Regions from separate parts of the Mus musculus genome. Here regions 2 and 3 are each linked to region 1. A link is a contact called in public promoter capture Hi-C data. All regions are on one chromosome and are shown on one strand. The core of a region is the stretch at or near the end of the contact, and the rest is flanking DNA. Distances in the headings are between cores, read along the strand shown.

Region 1 (3,131 bases), core at 393-2,892:
TCTTGTAAGAGTTGCCTTGGTCATGGTAACTGTTCACAGCAGTAAACCCTAACTAAGACACCAGGGTTAGTGGTTTCTTTGCAGCCTTTATATCAGACTAAGCTCTCCTGAGTTCTACGAGGTACTGCAGCAAACGAATTGAACCCAGTGTGGGCAACCTAGAACCCCAAATTTGTGGTGGGACCCAAGGCACAGGGCACAACCCGAGGTTTGAGATATGCATCTGACCTTTGATAAGGGGTAAGTCTTAAGACCTGAGCCTCCAACCTGTGGTACCAGATACCATCTTCAGGTAGAAGGTGCCAGAATTGAAAGAGAATCCTGCTGAACCGGATGTGTCTGCTGGAGAGTCTGCTATATTGGTTGCTGGATGTGTGTGGAGAAAGAACCCATTCCCCTAGACACAGAACTGTTCCATTTTCTGTGACTTTGGGATTGTGGACTGAAGGGACAATGCCCTTTCTTTTCCATTTTGACACCCAGACAGCCTTGTATAAAATCGTACCTAGCTGAGCTCACCAGAGGCTCATGGCCACATGCAAAAGGAATCATCTTTCTCTCCTTTTCAGATGGGAAGACAGACTGAGACAGCCTCTGACTTGCTCAAGATAAGATAGTGAGGACCCTGCTTTGACAAAGAGGACCTCTGCTTGGCTGAGAGCATGCATAGGGAGTCTGCTACACAGAATGGCCTTTATCACACAAGAGACCATGGGCTTTTCCACATGTCTTGGAGCCTCGGTTTATATCTGTAGAATAAGGAGGATACGTCTCATTTCACAAGAGAATGGTGTTACGTGGTGATACAGTCATGGCTAAAGCGAAATCTCTTATTAGTATATTAACGTGGTTAATATTATTCTATTAAATATTATCTGGGCTGGAGAAATGGCTCAGCGATTAACACATGTAATTGCCAGCACCTTCATCAGGTGGCGCACCACCACCTATAACTCCAGCTCCAGGACATCTGGTGCCCTCTTCTGGCCTCCATGGGCACTGCGTGCATGTGAGAACAACATGCAATAGACCACAGACCAACAGACCACAGCAATTTAAATGTAAAACAAATCTTTAAGATATATTATAGCTATTGTGATACAACCAATTACGTCTCTAGAATCAAATGACTTTCAGGGAGGTTTAATGTGGGCTTTTCCTACTACTGAGCTGTGTGTGTTTCTGAGGAGGTGACACTCAGCAAATACCAGTTCCCTTCTATAAATATTTGGTTCATCCTAACTTATTTTCTGAATAAATTTTCCATCTGCCACCAGGCCGGCATCTCAGCTATCAACAACTCTGAACAATGCGGCAGGGGAAACGAGTGCTTGGTTCTAGCTGGGACTTTTTGGAAGTCAGACAGACCACCCATTTATTTGCCATGCAAACAAATCAGCCGGAGAAACTCCAGGCTGGTGGCAAGCTGAAGTTCTTGAAAGCCAGACAAAGACAGGTCATAGAGGACGAAACTTCCCCTGCAGGCTTGGCAGAGAGGCAGTTCCACAGAGCTTACACGTGCCTCTCTCCTGGGGAGTCAGAGGCAGACACTGTGGCATGGACCAATGGAGGGTAAGCTTAGAGAGAGTGTCCTTAATAATTTCCCCAATGGGAAGGAGTTTTGTTTTCCCTGTCTCTTAGGAGACCAGGCTAACAGGTCACTGGAAAACAAGTGTTGGTGCCAGGACCTCCGGTGGATACCAGACTGCTTTTTCAGAGACAGGTATTTGAATCCTCACTCTTTGCTCTAGGGTCGTTCTGTATGCACTCTGGGATTTTAGGGGTGTGTCTTGGTGGGGTTGGGGCCAGAGATTGATAGGTCACACTATATCAGGACATGCCCTATGTTTCTGGCTCTCTTTCCACTCCACTGGCAGCTGGTTATTCTTAGCCACAGATTGCTTTTCACCCTAGTGTTAACTTATTAGAGCTGTGGCGCAAGGCTGCTAGATAGGCAACTAGTAAGATCATGGCCGTCTGTCTTCTATTACCTCCTCTGGAAACAAGTCCAGGACCTCCCTCTCCCAGCCTTCCCCACTGGACTGTGTCCTGCTGGGAATCTTCTCTTGTCTTTCTTCAACCCTGGCAGTCTGACATCTCAGCTCACCTGCTCAGAAACGCACACGGCTCAGTTGGAGGAGAAGCGCACATTAAACCTCCCTGAAAAGGCTTCAAGGCTCACGGAGTGGGAGTCAAGTGGAGCTAGGGAGGAGGCAGAGAACCACTCATAGCCAGACCTCATGATGTCTGCCATGGCTAACCTCACCTGGCCTGATGCCCTGTTCACTGCCTGTTGCAAGAAGGGATTGTACCAGGGGTGGGTGGGATTTAGGCTAACAACACAAGCAGCTGGCTGAGAGAACTTTACCCCTAAGGAATGGCTATAACTAACTGGAATAATTACGTTTTGTCCACTCTCCTTAATCTGGAATTGAGCCAGATAGAGGGAGTTGGGCATGGAGCACACATAGTAAGACAAAGAAGTGAAGGCGGGCAGGAGGCTGACAGGTCAGCACCAAGTAACAGATTCCTGCTGCCTCTGCGGAGAGCGTGGAGGACACTGACATCTTTGCCCCTCTCTCTACCTTCCACACAAGATGTCAGCCTTGGGGTGCCTGGCGCAGGCGCCTGGTATCTACATTTTCCCTACATCCTCCCACAGGGGATCTATTTGGGAGACAGCCTCAGCGGCCTGCCGTTTACTACTCAAAGAGGCTAATAAGAATTCATTTGGTGCTGTCTTCAGGTGAAGGCACAGAGGCTAAAGGACCGCGGCCATTTCTTCCTGTTATGCAATCATCTGTGGCAGCCAGACATGACCTCTGTGTCTGCTCCCTAGAGTCCCGGGAGCAGAAGTCACAGCTCGGCTGCTTCCCAGGACTAGCTTACCTCCTCAGCAGTCCCTAGAATGTGCCCATAGGGAAAAAGTTAGGCAAGGGCACTATGACTAGAATTCTACCCCCGAATGCCATGTGATTAGTGCTGGTGAGCACGGCAGGCAAACCTAGGCTGATTCTGTTTTGGTAGCAATTGCCCGTAGAGAGACCTCGAAGTTCGCACTGTTATTTATGGAATGAGAGCTTAAAAGGTTGCTGGGCTGGGTCCTGGGGACCCTTTTTCGGAAGGAAGTT
Region 2 (3,131 bases), core at 347-2,846, 440 kb after region 1:
GGCGAAGGGCAGCCAGCTGGCCCCAAAAGTGCCTAGCACCACGGCCAAAGTTCCCACTCCCTTTCTGGTGGCTGCTAAGTGGGGCGGTGCTAGGCAATGCTGTTGCAAAGCGATCTGGTGGGCGTGGCGCCAGACCACCTGGCAGATGCGCACGTACAAGTGCAGCATGATGCCAAAGACCACGAAGAAGGAAGTAGAGAGCAACGCCACATGGCTGCGTGTCAGGGGGCGCACCACGCTGCAGGACGTGCGGTCGGCCAAGCAGTTCCAGCCTAGAACAGGCAGCAACCCCAACCCGAGGGACACTGTCCAGGTGGCTGCTAGCAAGAGGTGCACGCCCAACAGGGTCCGGCGCGAGTAGTAGGTGAGCGCGTTGTACAAAGACAGGTAACGGTCAACTGTGATAGCAAGCAGGCTGCTGACTGAGGCGGCAAAGGACGCCACCAGGAAGCCCACCATGAGCAGGCTCACAGTCTCCGAGGGCACCACGTACTGGAACACGAAGTGTAAGATGAGGCCACAGCCCGCCAACAGGTCAGCAGTGGCCAGACTACCCACGAGCACAAACATGGGCGTGCGCAGCGCGGGAGTGGACGCGATGAGCGCCACCACCAGCGCATTTTCGCCTGCGATCACAGTTCCCGACACGCACAGCAGCACATCCCAGGGATTCACTGCCGAAAGCAGTAGTCCCGAGGGCCCTGCTGGCAGCTGAGAAGACAGCTCCAGTGACCCGTTAGGTCCGCCGCCGCCTCCCAGCGCTGCGGATGCTGCTGGGGGTCCCCATTCGCCGGTGTCCGGTGCCCCTGCTGCTGTAGCCGCAGCTGCCGCTCCCTCGGCCGCTACTGCCACCACTTGGGACTCGTTGAGCGCGGCGGCGCTAGCGTTCATCGCCGCTAGATGTTGCTCCCTGCACAAAAGGGACCGCAGATTGTCAGGTGCACTGCCCAAGCTACCGATGAACTTTCCCCGCTCTAACTGCTTCACTTAAATTGCTTATCTCACCTCAGGAACACGCACGGAGCGCAGTGGGGGAAGTGGGGGAAAAGTGAGAACCCCAATAAATAAGCACCTGTTGAGTGAATGAATGAACGGAATATACGGGGTTTCTGAGCTTTGGCAGAGGTGCATAGATAGATTCCACTACGCACTAGCATGCATGAACACCCTAAAACAAATCAACCTAGAGAGTCATCTCTTTGCAAGCCTGAGCTGGGCAAAGCCGCTGTCCGCGGTCCTGAAAGAGAAGTTTGAGAGCCAGAGACCCCAGGTCTGGAACTGGGGATTGAAAGGCTAAGGGGGGAATCTGCTAAGGTGCAGTGGTCAAGCCTTGCTCCAATTCTTTGACTCCTGGACGGACTCACTCCAGGACTGCCTTTTACCCCCTCGCCTTCCCCAGAAGCTCAAAGTACCCTTAGGAGCCCGCTGCTCACCTGGGGAGTCAGGGATCCCGGGAGTCTCTGGTCATGCGCTCCGCGGCTGTGTGCCTGGCTATCCTCCCTGCGCGGTCCGAGCAGCTGCCTGCAGAAGGCTGCCCCGCGTCAAAGAGGAAAGTACTGGTCGCCTGTCGCTGAGCCACCTTCGCTGCGAGTGAGAGGCAGTGGCAGAGATGGCAGGCTGCGAGCTGCGAGCTGCGCGCCTGCCCGAGATTGACAGGCGGGGTCCGGTGACGTCAGGCTCTGGGTTCTGGTTTCAGTGCATTACTAGCCACACCCGCCAGGCCAATCCTTCTTGACATTTCCCCACCCCTCACAGAAACATTTCAGAGAGATCCAGAAGGAAGGAGAAGCCAGAGTCTCTACCAGTCCAGATACCTCCAGGAATGGGATGGGGCTGAGAGGAGAGAGAGAGAAAGGATTGAAGAGAGCCTGAGGCCAGGCGAAAGAGGGTGAGCTGGAAAAGGAAGGCGAGGGGTGAGTGACAATAAGCCACATAGCAAAGGCCAGAGCCAAGGACCACTGAAACGAAGAAGCCACGGAGAAGGGGCGGTTGGGGCATCTGTAAAGGAGAGAGAGAGAGAGAAGTTCTCTTTGTAAGAGTGTTTATAGCGTTTGTGCCACTTGGCTATAGCCAGGGAAGAAACACAGAGCCGAGAAAAAAGACAAGATAAAAGGACAAGACTGGAAACCGTTTCTTTTTCCAGAGATTTACCCGAGGAATCCTCCCCCCCCCCCACCGTCCCCGTCCCCGTCATCTTTCTGAGCCCTCCCCTGCAGGTTCCACCACTATCTGATCTCTGCCCTTCTTGCTGGTGCCCTTGCAACTGCTCTTTAACTGAAGACAAGGTCTGTGTCTTGTTAGAAAAGAAGAAAACAGCAAAATGTGATTTACTTTCCTGGCAACAGACTTTGCCCTGCTAATTACTACCTTATAAAACAAATTATAGGACCAAAATAGTGATAAGTCAGCTGCACAAGACTTCAGTAGGCACGGGTTTTATTTTCAGCCCAGATAAATCACCCTTTTGGTTCAAAGGTGTTTTGGTTTGTCAGTAAAAATGCAAGTATTTGTCTCTTTCCTTTGTAACGAGACAGAATCTCCAATAGCTGTACTTGGGCCAAAAGCTAACGCAGCTGACTCTGTAAGAGGCTCTAAAAGAAATGAATACACACTGCTATTACAAGGCTGGACTGGGGCCACTGCTGTGGCCTTCACACATTACATGAAAAAAAAGCAACATACATTGTAGGTGCTTCTTGCCTCCTCCCAGCCAGTGCATATAAAGGAGGGGGGAAAGGAAAGGAGGGAGAGAGAGAGAGAGAGAGAGAGAGAGAGAGAGAGAGAGAGAGAGAGAGACTGAGACTCAGCAGGCCCATAGTCTGGGGGAGCATAGGGATGCTTGTGTTGGCTACTTTATAGACAGGACCTCCCAAACCACCCCTGCTCCTGCCTCAGTGCACCTGAACTTACCTGGGAGATGGCTCATGCCTAAGAATGCCCAGTTCTTCATGGCAACAGCCAATGCTGGGCTATGCATGAATTTACCCACCATTTGGGGGGTTTTGAGACTTAACACATTCCACCATTGTCATGAACATAAAACTCAGTGAAGCTTCACATTTCTGAGTTTCAGTGGAAGACTGTCATGTCAGTGCCAAGAACTTTGCTTCAGAGCTGTCGACTGAACTGTC
Region 3 (3,131 bases), core at 172-2,671, 280 kb after region 1:
TGTCCAGATTCTTAGCGAGCTGAGAAAACAGCAGCAAGCCTTCACATGAGGGCTGAGAATGGCCATGGTCCCTCATATGAGGGCTGAGAATGGCCAGAGTCCCATTCCAGCAGGGCAGGTACTGAGGAGGACGTCTGGGTGGCGCAGTTAATCACAGCAGGTTTCTTCTCTGAGGGAGCAAAACTTAAATCTCTGGGGCTGGCAAAAGGGACACACACACACACATGCTTAAGTACTTCGTTGCTTTTCCCCTACAGTTTATATCCCCCAAAGAAACCTTCAAGCAATATAAAAATTACAGTGTGGTTACATTGTTTTTCTTCACATGAACGATTACAATGAATACAAGTAAAAAATAGCATGTTCTCTAACACCCTTCCATGATTAAACATTGTACATATTACAGGTGAAGGACTCACATGCATTCATGTCTAAGCAGCTTAATATGGATTAACAAAATGTGAAGAAGCACGGTATTTCTCAGCCAGTTCTCTTACTGGCAGGCTGCATTTTGAAGTTTCAAAAAAAGAAGCAATCATTTTTATTATTTCTCTTAAAAAGTAATCTTACCAAAAAATCTTAAAAGACACTGGGCCAACAACCAGGCAGCACACACCAGCTGATATGAGGCCCCTGACACATATACAGCAGAGGACTGTCAGGTCTGGACTCAGTGAGAGAAGACACACCTAACCCTGAGGACTTGAGCCCCAGGGAGTTAGGAGGCCTGGGGATGGCGCTATAGGATGGGGAATGGTTCCTATGGGATGGGGAATGGTTGGGTGGCAGACCAGGAGGGGAAATGAAGTCTAAACTGTAAAAAAAAAAAAAAAAAAAAAAGATTAAAGGATTTAAATTAAAAAAAAGATAAAAAACACAGGTAAGCAATTATTTGGAAAAACTGTGATGTAAAGTTTGAGCTAATTTTGTTTCAAATAAGAAAATTATGTCTTAAGACTATTCAAAATAAAATGAAAATATCCCAGAAAAAATCCTTAAAGAATCACACACCTAAACTTATATATAAAAAGCAATCAGGGTGCACAGCTACTACTCATTGACATTTAAATCGTAGAATCAGAAAGCTGAGGGCATACACGGGTACAGGAAATTAATCATCGCCCTTGATTACCAACCCATCATTAGCAAGAAAGGTGCATCAGCCAGCGATAACCAGGCCGCCATTGTTCTTGTTCCCTGGCCTCAAGGAGCCCCTCACTCAGCTATCAAAACTATGCCTTTCTGAACTTTAAGTTGTTCCCTGAGATTTTCAACATCAAGGCCACACTACCAAAAACATCTTACCGTAACTTTACTAACAACCTTCATCTCTAAGTTCTTTCCGAGGATGATGGTGGAGTCACTGATCTGCCCCAGCAGCAGTGCTTGAGAATGGCCAGTCACTGTGATTTTATGTGCCTCTGATACTGCCCAGCGAGGGGCTGGGAGCCCCGGAGAGTTTCCTTACAGCTTGTAGATTACAAGGGACATGCTGACTGTGAGGGCACCCACTTGTGTTATATTTGGAAGCCACCTCTTCACTGTGATAAGTATCCATACATTTTCTCACTTAAAAAGAAGCCAAAGGGGCTCCCAGTTCTGTTTCCTAATGTGTAAAGCCATGAGTACTGCCTTCAGAGCCTCACGCTGGACTCTCTGAGGCACGCCCATCATGCTTATGCTAATTTGTGGGCTGTCCTCTAAAGCTTCCAAAGTTGCTTGCTGTTCCTTTTGCATGCCCTGCCCCCTTCCCCAAAATTTTTATTCTGTAAAAGACATATTTTGAGAATTAAGTATTTCAGAAGTTTTGAGTTTTTCATATTTAAGTCAATAGCAACTGACCCTGGTGAAAACTTGTCCAAAAATTTTTGGAAGTCATAAAAATGTCCACACTGGAGGAAAGTTAAATTACAATATATCCTACAAGCTTTAAAGTAGGAATTAAAATGTGTTTTTCCAGTGTTGGTGAGGGAAACTAGAATATAAATTTGAGAAAAGTAGATTGTCAGTTTTAAAAGATGTTTTGGTGTGTACACTGTGTATGTGTGCATGTAGGTCAGAGGACCTCACTGGTGTGTGTGCACCTTGTATGTGTGTGTGTGCATGTAGGTCAGAGGGCCTCACTGGTGTGTGTACTCTGTGTGTGTGTGCATGTAGGTCAGAGGGCCTCACTGGTGTGTGTATTCTGTGTATGTGTGCATGTGTGTGCATGTAGGTCAGAGGGCCTCACTGGTGTGTGCACCTTGTATGTGTGTGTGTGCATGTAGGTCAGAGGGCCTCACTGGTGTGTGTACTCTGTATGTGTGTGCATGTAGGTCAGAGGGCCTCACTGGTGTGTGTACTCTGTGTGTGTGTGTGTGTGTGTGTGTGTGTGTGTGTGTGTGTGTGCGTGTGTGCATATAGGTCAGAGGGCCTCACTGGTGTGTGTACTCTGTGTGTGTGTGTGCATGTGTGTGCATGTAGGTCAGAGGGCCTCAGATGTCAGTCCTTACCTCCCACTTTGACACAGGGCCTTGTTGTCTAGGCTTCTACATGGCCAGCAAGCCTCTAGGCATTCTCCTGCCTCCACCTCCTGTCTCACTTCAGGAGCACTGGGATTGCAGATGCACCAGCTCGAAGTGGTTTCTGGAGATGGAACCCTTTACCCTTTCACAGCCAGTGAATGATCACCTCAGCCTGAGCCGCTTAAAAGTTGTGAGAGATGAATGCCAGCACTCAGATTTCAAAGCAACATCTTTTAAACTATTGAAAATAACGTTACTGTAATGATATGGCTATATAATAGATTTGTAAAGTTTCAGTACTGGTTTACTAACCCAAGAAATACATGCTTTCTTGAAGAGTACCGTGGAATCACATAATAGGCTGGTGTCTGATGGGTCAGATTACTGCTTGTCTGCTCTCTGTCTTGTTCAGCCCTCTTGTATCGAGTGAGTCGATAGCATCAATGTTAGGATTGCTGTAGCAAGTTTTTTCCACTTTTGCTTTATTTCATATAACAGTTTATCCTTTTCACTCTCAGCCTATCAAAATGTAACGCTTTAGTATTGTCACATGAGGTACAAAATGTAATTACTGGTTTTTGTAAAGGCAGCATTATTCTTGGGACAATTTCTTTGATCAAAGGCCAG

Evidence for each region. Promoter capture Hi-C pulls out the DNA fragments that hold promoters and counts their contacts.
Region 2: a promoter capture Hi-C map of stem cell-derived epiblast-like cells shows a contact between it and region 1, with 4 times the contacts expected there. The contact joins the promoter of Gpr6 here to the promoter of Ddo in region 1. A contact is called at or near these places in 15 of 39 promoter capture datasets (the 3T3-L1 cell line, HPC-7-derived erythroid cells, cranial neural crest and 9 more), 4 of 484 Hi-C or Micro-C datasets (the N1E-115 cell line, cerebral cortex, cortical neurons and 1 more), 1 of 115 datasets of contacts at active chromatin or transcription factors (embryonic stem cells) and 2 of 9 other capture datasets (embryonic stem cells and liver).
Region 3: a contact with region 1 is called in a promoter capture Hi-C map of embryonic stem cells, with 2.6 times the contacts expected there. The contact joins the enhancer-like site here to the promoter of Ddo in region 1. A contact is called at or near these places in 12 of 39 promoter capture datasets (the HPC-7 cell line, HPC-7-derived erythroid cells, the SN4741 cell line and 8 more), 1 of 484 Hi-C or Micro-C datasets (nephron progenitors), 1 of 115 datasets of contacts at active chromatin or transcription factors (embryonic stem cells) and 2 of 9 other capture datasets (adipose tissue and liver).

What each region holds. Positions count from the first base shown.
Region 1 is chr10:40,628,369-40,631,499 of GRCm38.p6, forward strand. Ddo (D-aspartate oxidase) reads left to right here and starts at 1,643. Exons shown (of 5, transcript NM_027442.5): 1 at 1,643-1,723.
Region 2 is chr10:41,070,694-41,073,824 of GRCm38.p6, forward strand. Gpr6 (G protein-coupled receptor 6) reads right to left here and starts at 1,597. Exons shown (of 2, transcript NM_199058.2): 1 at 1,434-1,597; 2 at 1-910. The coding sequence starts at 891.
Region 3 is chr10:40,909,335-40,912,465 of GRCm38.p6, forward strand. All of the region lies in intron 1 of Wasf1 (WAS protein family, member 1), which reads left to right. Among named protein-coding and RNA genes, the nearest start is that of Wasf1, 27 kb to the left of the region's middle. Within about 2 kb of position 1,422, at least 16 of the 459 cell types and tissues checked have an H3K27ac peak or open chromatin away from gene starts, as enhancers often do. A contact at or near this core is called in embryonic stem cells, where this site is marked.